Regions from separate parts of the Rattus norvegicus genome. Here region 1 is linked to region 2. The links are chromatin contacts, called in public Hi-C maps. All regions are on one chromosome and are shown on one strand. Each heading gives the region's core, a stretch centred on a gene start, on an enhancer-like site or on the middle of the called end of the contact. The rest is flanking DNA. Distances are from core to core; before and after follow the strand shown. Region 1 holds the start of Pik3r1 (phosphoinositide-3-kinase regulatory subunit 1). Region 2 has its middle 44 kb from the start of Cd180.

Evidence for each region. Hi-C and Micro-C count contacts between places; a contact is called where the count stands out from the background.
Region 1: a Hi-C map of Schwann cells shows a contact between it and region 2, with 10 times the contacts expected there. The contact joins the promoter of Pik3r1 here to the enhancer-like site in region 2. A contact is called at or near these places in 4 of 12 Hi-C or Micro-C datasets (Schwann cells, frontal cortex and liver) and 1 of 1 datasets of contacts at active chromatin or transcription factors (oligodendrocytes).

The regions. Positions count from the first base shown.
Region 1 is chr2:34,694,681-34,699,595 of GRCr8, reverse strand. It overlaps Pik3r1 (phosphoinositide-3-kinase regulatory subunit 1), which reads left to right and starts at 1,936. Exons shown (of 16, transcript NM_013005.2): 1 at 1,936-2,130. It overlaps LOC134485588 (histidine-rich glycoprotein-like), which reads left to right. Exons shown (of 5, transcript XR_010063724.1): 4 at 1-297; 5 at 401-539.
Region 2 is chr2:35,543,954-35,548,895 of GRCr8, reverse strand. No RefSeq gene overlaps it. Among named protein-coding and RNA genes, the nearest start is that of Cd180, 44 kb to the left of the region's middle. Within about 2 kb of position 2,350, at least 17 of the 93 cell types and tissues checked have an H3K27ac peak or open chromatin away from gene starts, as enhancers often do. A contact at or near this core is called in Schwann cells, where this site is marked.

The DNA.
Region 1 (4,915 bases), core at 687-3,186, 850 kb after region 2:
CCGAGGGAGGAGAGAGCTAGAAATGCTTGTGTTTTCAGCTTCTTCAGAGGAGAGGGAAACTAAGGAAACCATTTGTGAACGTTTTGTTACTTTAGTCTTCTTGGTTTGGATTGGGTCCAAGGACTTCTACCACAGGAAACGCACTATTGCCTTCTCCCAGTAGGTTCATCGTTTCACAGACTGCAAAGAACGTACCCTGCTATCTTGGGTTCTAATTGCCATGACTGAATATTCTGACTGAAGCAACTTAGAGGAGAAAACGTTTAACTCGCAGTTCAGAGTAGTCTACCATCGTGGGTAAGTCAAGGCCACCGGAACTTGAATGAGTTGTTCACCTTATGGCCTCGATCAGAAAATGCTTGCATGCATGGTACTCACTTTGCTTTCTTCATTCGTACAGAACAGAATTTCCTGTCCAGGGAGTGATTCTACTCACAGTTAAGATGGATCTCCCTTCACCAATTAGCATAATATTTAGGGAGATTCTATAAAGACTGGGCTGGCTTGAACTTGAGACTATGGCCCCGGCTTCAAAGGACTGGGATTACAGGTGTTTGTCACCACATCCTGAATGGTAGGCCAATTCTTAAATGTGATGTGGGTGGCACACTGCTTTTTTTTTTTTTTTTTTTTTTTTGGTCTTTAATAGATACCAAGGTTAACAGAAACATTAACACCTCAATGGTGTGCTGAGATCTCTGTGGTTAGAATGGGAGTCACTTTTAAACCTGATTGCATTTGCTAAACATAAACTCTGAATTTCATTTTCCCTCCCTCTACTCCCAAAACTCACAGTGATATACTATCAAATTTAGAATTTGGTAATAGACTAAGTACTTGGTTAAGGAAAAGAAGTATTGTCAGAACACTGGAGAATAGATGCGAAAGGGAACTTTTGGGCAAGAAGGGTGGGTGGCTATAGGTTACTGAGCTACAAAATAAGCCATGTTTTGGGAGCAAATCTTTAAAAGTCCATGAGGTTCTGAACGTTTTTATGAGGACAAAACATGGGCTAGCATCTTTTCTTATCAAGGAGAGGTTGAGTCAATATCACTTTTTTTCTTGAGCAGCTTCCATAGTGGTTTCTACTCCAAGGATCTATATTTTTACATTTAAGAAACATGGACTTCATTTGAGCTTCTCCAGCCTATCGGAAGCATGAGAAGGCGGTGGACTGGCTCAATGACCTACATTGGCTCTGCCTTGCAAAGACTGCCAGAGATCATCCGGTGAGTCCTCCTCACAGAACTCTCTTTCTCCTCTAGGTCCCGCCTTGGTTCCTGGAGGCAGCGGTGCCAGGCGGCTGCAGGCTGCGGGCACTCGTTGCTCCAGCTCACCCTTTCACCCCTCCTTCACCCCGGGAGTGCCACGCCGGGTGGCGCGGTTTTTCTGACCACTAGGGAAGCTGGGCAGGCGAGGCCAGGAATTACAGGGCCTCCCCGCTTTGGCGAGCCCTAGTATCTGCATCCTCCTGAAGCCAGCCACTGTGCTCTAGCGGATTCGAAAGAAGCAGGGTCTCGCAGGCAGCAAGTCGGGCCCCAGGGAGGCCTGAACTATTTCCCACCTCTCCCAATCCCCATTTGAACTTCCAGCTTCGGGCCTGGGAGACGCCCCGCAGCCGAGCCAGCCTCCAGCGCGCAGAGTTAGAGCGCTCCGTAGCGGAGGGCGAGCGGTCCAGTCGCCCGGGGCATCCCCGTGCCGGGGGCGGAGGCGAGGGCAGCGGGGGGCGGGGGGCGGGATAGGGTCTGCAGCACGGAGTGTAGCGGCTGGACCCTTGTAGCCCGCCCGGAGACTGGCAGAGGCGGAGGGCGCGGCTCGGGCGCCGGGGGCGGGGTCTCTGGTGCTGATTGGTGCGTATCTGGGGGCGGGGCGTAGGGGCGGGCTCGGGGTGGGGCTGGCGCCAGGCGCTGGAGCTGCGGGCTCAGGGCGAGGAGTAGCTAGCAGCTGGAGCCGAGTTGGAGGAAGCAGCGGCAACGGCAGCGGCAGCAGCGAGGACGGCTGTGCAGCCAAGGAACCGGGACAGCTAAGCAACGGCCGGTCGTAGCTGGATCGAAGGAACCTGGGAGCTGGGAGCTTGAGAGGCCGCTGAAGCCCTGGCCGGGCAGAGGAAGGAAGCGAGCCGACCCGGAGGTAGGCGGCGGCGGCGGGTCCCGGTGTGCCCGGGAGGGGGAAGCGGTGCGAACGCGCACGGCTGCTGCTCTTCCTGTCACAGCAGCCACTTCTGCTGGCGAGCCACTCAAGGGGAAGCGAGCCGGCTGCCAGCTCCTAGTCGCCAGCATCTCCCGGCCACTGGGAAGCCTTCTCGGGCCAGTAACCAGCTTGTATGGTCGCGGCCACCTCCTGCTTTCATTTCCTCCGTGCTACCCCGGGCCGGCTCTGCTAGTCGCCGGGCGCGTTCTGTCCCGGAGTTGCCAGCGGTCGCCGGCTCCCCTCCTCCTCCGTCACCTCGCGCTTCCGAGGGTCTCCGATCGCCCTGCAGGTTTCTGAAGCCGGGAGCGCGCGAGGAGGGCGCCTGGAACGCTGCCTTTGCGTTAGCGCGGCATACCCTCCCAGGCCCGGCAGTCGCAGCCCGGGTCTCCGGCTGGGCTGGGCCACAGTGGTCCCCGGAGCTCGCCCCCAGCCCCCGCCCTCCGAAGTTTGCCTCCCTCCTCTTCCGGGGTGGGGGAAGTGCGCCTCGGGGCGGCCGGTGGCTGGGGCTCTAGCTTGGCGTCTGGCGCCCGCCGGGCTTGGGCAGGTTGCTGGAGGCATAATGAGTGGGATCCTGGCACCGCCCGGAAATCCAGCTTTTCCTAACGCGGGGCGACCCTGGAAGGACCTGCCCAGCAATAAGCTGCCGGCCAGGGAGAACCGGCCCGCGTGCAAGCCGGAGCTAAAATATCTGGGGGAATTGTCTGCAAGCCACTTCCTTCCCAAAGGCAGAAACTGCCCGGCAGATCACGAGACAAAGAGAATAGAAACGCTCTGGCCAGGCACGCATGTACAGAAATGCATTTTGGTAACCAGCTTTCGCGCACAATAACGCAAGGGTGTGAGCGGAGTGGCTGTGACATGTTGAATGCTGTGTGCCGGCACTGGATTCAGGGGAATTCTGCTCCCGGCGCTGGTAATACTGGAAAGGTCTCACTTCCACCGTTAATTCTTGAAGGAGCTGCAGGCTCTATTGGTGTATTGGTGTGAATTTATGCTTTATTTCGGGGTTTGATGATTTTAGGACTTAATTCCCCCCCCCCTTTCTTTCCCTCTCTTTTCCTTTGTCAGACAGTGTGAAATAGGAAAGGATGAAGCAGTTCCGGGTTTTGAGTGTAGCATGAGATTGTCATTTCAGTGAGATCGAGTTTCAAGTTTTAGGTGGTAGGGTTACTCACAAAGCTGATTGACCTAGGCTCTTTGTGCAAGCCTATCTTAATATTTCATTAGCTTGTGTTCCATGTTGAGCACTTGAAAGATGGTAAATTATGAGCTGAGAAAGCTTGTAGTAGGCAGATGGGTTTATTTCTGCCACAGATAGCAGATTCGTAGATTTCTAAAGTAGATATCATTAAGACTTCAGGGCCTTTTGCACAGGTGAGAAGTTCATGCAGCTTTTGTCACTGAGCAAAAGCCCCCCCCCTCTCCCCCCTTCTCTCTTTCCCTCCCTCCCTCTTTCTCTCCCTCCCTCCCTCTCCAGTTGCACACAAGTAGATCATTTTCTTAGGCACACAAGTTGCTTAAACTTTGGAAAACACGTGTTTTTGCTTATTACCAAGAAAATGATCCTGGTTTTTCTTGCACCTCCCGTGGTTGAAAGGCAGGTTTAAATGGGGAGTGGGGGGGGAGAGCTCCTTGCCTTGCAGAAGTTCTGTGCTGGCTGCCTTCCTCTAAGTGCTAAGTGCCTGTTGCAGGCCACGCTACTTTTCCATAGCAATCTGTCAGTTTTTATGATTTGAAGAAAGTTGGATGGAGCTGATGCTGGCTCTCAGGCTGTTGTGGGAGTTTGCTTTTAACTTTCATCTTGCACCGGGACCTGTTCCTAGTTGCATAACACAACGCCACCATGTGCACGCTGTTATCTACTGTTTTATTTGTGTTTTTATGATAGCATTCTGCTTTTTCACATCTGGGATGCGCTGTAGTCATGTTAAAGAAAAAAAACCAGTATTTCACTGCCCACTGACTTGATTTATTGTTTTCTTTAGTGCTTGCTCTTGCTCTCTCTCTCTCTTTCTTCTCTCTCTCTCTCTCTCTCTCTCTGTGTGTGTGTGTGTGTGTGTGTGTGTGTGTGTGTGTGTGTGTGTGTCTTTGGTACATTTCTAGTATAAAGTTAGATTGGGAAAACTGAGCAGTCGAATACATTATGAAAATATGTACTTAGGCTGCTGATGGTGGGTGGTGTGCACGTATCTTTTGGAAATGTTAATTACACCTAACCTGATTGGTACACCCCTTACCCTTTTTTTTTCTTTTATTAAATATATATTAATTGTATACAGCAGTGGGTTCGGGGAACATTTTTATACACGCAATATACATTTTTATACATTTTGTTCATATTCATTCCTCCTTTAGCCTTTTCTTGTCTCTCTTCCCCTCTCAAGCTAACCTCTGAAAAGGCTTCAAGTCTTAAGTTCAAGTTTATTCAACTTACACAGACTTTGAACCCTTAAACGGTTCCTGAGAACACTGTGGGACTTTGAGTTTGTTGTATTGATTGAGATTTCCTTTCTGCCCCCTTTTCCCTAAGTAGTTCAGTAAAGCGTTGTAAAAGGCATTCACTTTGAGAACATTATCCACAGAACTTGCTAAAATAGGAGCAATTCTGGTCCAGATTTTACTGTGTTTGCATTTTTGACTTGCAAAATGTGTTTTATTGGATAAGGAGATAGTGAATGTGAGTCAACTGGGGAAAAAATGGTTTTATGGTCAGGTTGTCTATACA
Region 2 (4,942 bases), core at 1,101-3,600:
TGGCGGGCAACCGGTTTGGCACTGGAGACAGAAATCACATCATTTTTGTACCCTGTGCCCCTGGAAAAGGCATACGGTCATTCACCAGCTGGTTTACAGTAGAGGCAAAGCCAGAGTTCAGGCTTTTGAGTCCCTTCTCAGGGTCTTTCCAGATACTACACTGCCCTTCCTGAATGGCCTTTCTGCTGAACTGGAGGTCAGTGAGCTTTCCTCATGTGAGGGCCCAGGCACTAAACAATCAGGGCTTTGCAGGCAGCGCCGCTCTGGGGCAGCTACTCACCTCTGCGTGGAGTGAAGTCGGGTGTGGGAGACTAATGTGAACGATCAGGAACACGCTCTGAAAAGACGCAGTCCTAAACACAGGAGAGGCCCTGACTTTGGCCAGTGGGTCACCCTTTGTCGGTCCAAGTTTCATAGCAACATACGGCAAATTCCGCTTGGTGATCACCCAGGGGCCATTGGATCTTAGAGAATTAAAGTCTCCAGCCTGACGCTGAGAGTTGCTATGACATGGCGGTCCCCGCAGGACCGGGCTTCCTTCCAGGTTTTCATATGCACAGACTCCGAGTCAGCATCCAGGAGAGGGGGCCTGGCCCACTCTAGTTTCCAGAAGGAATCGAAAATTCTCTTCCTGTGCAGATAAAGGAACAATTATACCACAGGGGACTTACTGGAAAGTAAAGCAGGCTCACCAGGAAGCAGCAGGAATCTGCTTCTCAGTCATATTCTCTGCAGTCTGGCCCAGAGTCTGCCAGACCCGGAAAGGTCAGCTGGGATCACTGGCAGACTTGGAAAACTTCCAGAACCTTCGCTCGTGGGATGACGCACGGGGGTTTGTCAATTTCCGTGGCCCACTCAGGACTTCCCGTGGCTCATCCAGCTATCTTATCCTCTTCAGGTTCAAGCACACGGGTCTCTATAGTTTTATCCTCTGCTGTTCTGTCAAAGCTACGCCATTTACTGTGTACAAATGTGACTTTTGAGTCCTTTACCCCATGCTTTCTTTGCGGATTTCTTGTCGACGTTTGAGAAAGTAAAAAGCAATTGTCTTTTACAGAGAAGGTCAAAGCTAGGAGTTTGGGCGAAACCCAATGTCTATTGCAATGGGACTGGATGTTTATCTGTGTGCTTATGCATACGCATGCGTGCAGAAAGTTATGCATGAACCTCAGCTTGCCTGTTAAATTAGGTCACCTTTTCCAAAACCTCCACTTAGGGAGGGCCCTTTCAGCAGCTTGGGGGCTCCTAAATAGACGAGTGACTGCATCCTGCCTTGTTAATGTCGTCCCCAGGCATCTTTCCCTCTCCTTCTCTTTCATTTCTACCATGTAACATTATCGCGTGGCCTGTTTCAAATTTCTAAGGGACAAGGGCTTACAGAAGCTGGATGGCACTTTCAATGGGTTTAGTTATCTAAATCTTAAAACCTATATTCCATGCTCACCTGCCTCAGTTCTGGAGTGTCCACACCTGTCGTTGCACACGAGTTTCTAGTGTAACCAAGCCTTTGGAGTGGAAGTGGTTTTGGGAGAGAGAGGGGAAGAGTTGAAGTTATTGTTTTTCCCACGTAGCATTTTTTCCCCTGGGGATAGGAAGGCCGGGACTCGTGTGAGGCTGCAGAACCCAGAAGGGAAAAAGAAAAGAATATTTGATTATTTCTTCATAAACAACCAATTCCTTTAGCACCTGGCTGTGGTGCCTGCTGCTGTGAGGGGGATATCAGTGGCTTTAATATTCCTTTCATGGTGTCTTGGAATCAGTTTGTCTGCTATACCCAGCTCTGTGGCTTTCAGACCAGAGCCAGCCCTAAAAAAACCACGGCAGATGTAAAAGGAAAGTTTAGTCAGAATGCTTTCAGTTAAAGCCTGCTTCAGCAATTCTCCTGTCCCCATGGGGTTTCTGCACACAACTCTAGCCAGTCCCTTTCCCCAAGTCCCTGGATGAGGGACATATCCCTAAGTGTGCATGTAGGTGCTACTGTTCTTACATGAAGACATTTTGTAAAAAAGTTTTTAATGGTCTAATTTTGCTTGAATTGCCATTATTTTCAGTAGCATCATTGGCAAAGAACAACTCTTGAATATTAAGTAGAAGAAAAGAGGAAAAAATAACAAAGGAGAAACAAAAATCTCAAGCAGAATCTGGACAAGGAAGCTGAAGTTGGGCTGGGTGTAGGAATTCGATGCGGCTCATTACCACAAGGTGGCGCTATGAAAACACCGCATTTTCAAATCCCGGAAAAAAAAAAAAAAAAAAAAAAGACAAAAAAAGGGAAAACAAAATGAAAGAGCCTTTCATGCAGAAAATAGTCTGTGTCAAGAGCAGAACAAGCAAAGCCATGCTCCAGCAATGCCTGTGTAGTCTGCCGTATGCATGTGGGTCCCGGCTGGAACCATTTTAAGGGGTAATGTTATAGGGAGAGGAAATTGGTATTTTGGGGTGGGGGAGAGGGCAGTCGTTTTATAATTGATACTTTTGTAATTCAAACGAGCTTTAACACTTGTTAAATTTTTACACTGACTATTAAGTGCATTTCATCTCCCTGGCATCTTTGAAAGTGTGACATTTTAGACATCAGAATGATAGGCTAGGCTTACTACTCCTCAACCCACTTCTATTCTACATTGAGAGCTCACACACTGGGGACATTTATTTAAAAACAATTAGTGTCCCATTAAAGGGAACATGAAGCCTGGGGGTCACAGATGTTCTCGGCTGCTTTGGGAAATCGTCGTGTAGGAAGTTGGTAAATTAATACTCTGTGGAAAAATAGTTCTGTCCTTTAGACATGTTGTCTATTATGTGACTCCCTGATGTCAGTGCCACCGTTATTACCAGTTGACCACAGTCATGGTTGAGTGTTCTGTACGTGCATAAGGTATCCGTTTACTGATAGCAAGATGAAAAGCTGGTATTTCACAAGTTTGTACACACAAGATGGGGTGTTGCTACAATGGCTCAGATAATCTCGCTCCTGAAGGCAGGAGTGGGAAGTTGTCAAGCAGAGAAGCCCAGGGATTTGCATTGCTGACCTCACCCCCAGAGCAGCTCTCTAGATCAGGAGGTGTGAGAGCATCTCCATTCCTACCACGAGGTCCCAAGAACTAACTCACTCACCAGTGCTTTGGATGCTACTAAATGCCTACACATTGCACTTTGAATTTAGATAAAGATCTAATAAAATATTGTGAATTACTTTAAAGGAGAAAAGGAAAGAGACTGGGGCCATATAGAGAGCTGTGTGTGTGTGTGTGTGTGTGTGTGTGTGTGTGTGTATGTGGGTATGTGTGTCTAAGTGTGTATTTAAGCTGGAAGTATTTTGTTGTTGTTGTTGTTGTGTGATGGAGCCTCACTCTGTTGCTCAGGCTTGTCTTGAGTTCATGAGTCCTAATGGTCTTCAGGATTCAACATGCCACGTATTTGGGACTGCAGCCCAGCACCACTGCATCTGACTTTGAGCCAGGTTTGAACCCAGGGCCTCCAGCACACACTCTACCATCGAGTTATACCCGGAGGGCGTGTGTAGTTCTTTTTTCCTTCTTTTATATCATTCTCATCACTTTGTAAGTCAAGCTGTCATATTTTCCCATCATCCACACAGCAGGAGACCAGGGGAAGGTCCCTGATTTTCCCCAGTTAGAAGGAAAACCATACAGGTTGCCGATAAAAATTGTGGCTGGACTGACTCCTGGCTGACTCAATTACAGAGGCATTGCTCCAGATGTAAATACAACTCATGATATAAAAATGAACCAGTCCCTACTTGGGAAAAAGATGCTAATTAAAATATGAACCTCTGAGGAATGCCTTATTTAGATACCCGATGTGTTAACTAAATCTGAGCCTGAAGCAGTATAAACAGCCATTACTACCATACTACTATGAATTGTTTTGAAGTAGTTAACAGAAATAGTTATTATTAGACTTTTTAGCTGAATCAGATGTCTATTAACTTGTAGAAAGGGTATGTAGAAGGAAAGAGGTGTGTGTGTGTGTCAGAGAGAGAGAGAGAGAGAGAGAGAGAGAGAGAAGGGTGTGTGAAGGAAGTAAGGTTTCCAATCTACCCCTCTTACATTGGACCAAGACAATAGTTATCTCTGTTCCACACATACATTTTTTCTTGTTTGGACAATTCATCACATTATACTTAAAATGTCCAGATAATTTGATGATGTTTTAAAAATTAAGATTCCATGTATCCTATGGCAATTAGAATTAAAACTTAGAGGACAGTTGAGAAGATGAGGTATTCTGGAGCAAACCATCACAAAAGAACCCAATTCCTAACTTGATTTAAAAAAAAAAGCAAATGATCTGATTCCCTTATGAGGAATCTTGAATTACTTGGAGGCTGATTCATATTGAAGTCAACCATAACCCCAGCTCTCATGAGGCTGAAGCAGGAAGATTGCTGCGAGTTTAGGGCCAGCCTGGCCTACAGAGGAGGGCCTGGTCTCAAAGACAAACAGCAAAATTCTAAACATCCAAACCCAAAATGCCCCTCGAAAAACCCAAAAAGTAGGGAAGTAACCAAGAACATTTAAAGAATTAATTATGCCTATGCTTCTAGGTAGCCCAGGTTGGCCCCAAACTTCCCGTCCTCCTGCCTCAGTCTCTTTGGTGCTACTATTACAGGTATACATGTTGAACTTTGACACAAGCAGGAGACCTAGGGTTTATGTTGAAGTTTCCAGCTATGTCCTATCCATGGTCCTTAACCACTGATAGAGGGGCCAGTTCCTCTCTTTGTTCTGATGCTTATCTACGAATCCTGCCTTTGAAAGGGGCCATGGATACTGACAATGGAGAACTCACTTGGAGGACTTGGATCTACAGTGCGCCTCAAGGCTCCTCCTCTGCTTTAGTAACACAAGGGTGTTCTTACAGCCTCTCCTCTTTGTCGTGTTTGTGTCCTCTTTGTCCTCTTTGGTGTGCTACCAGC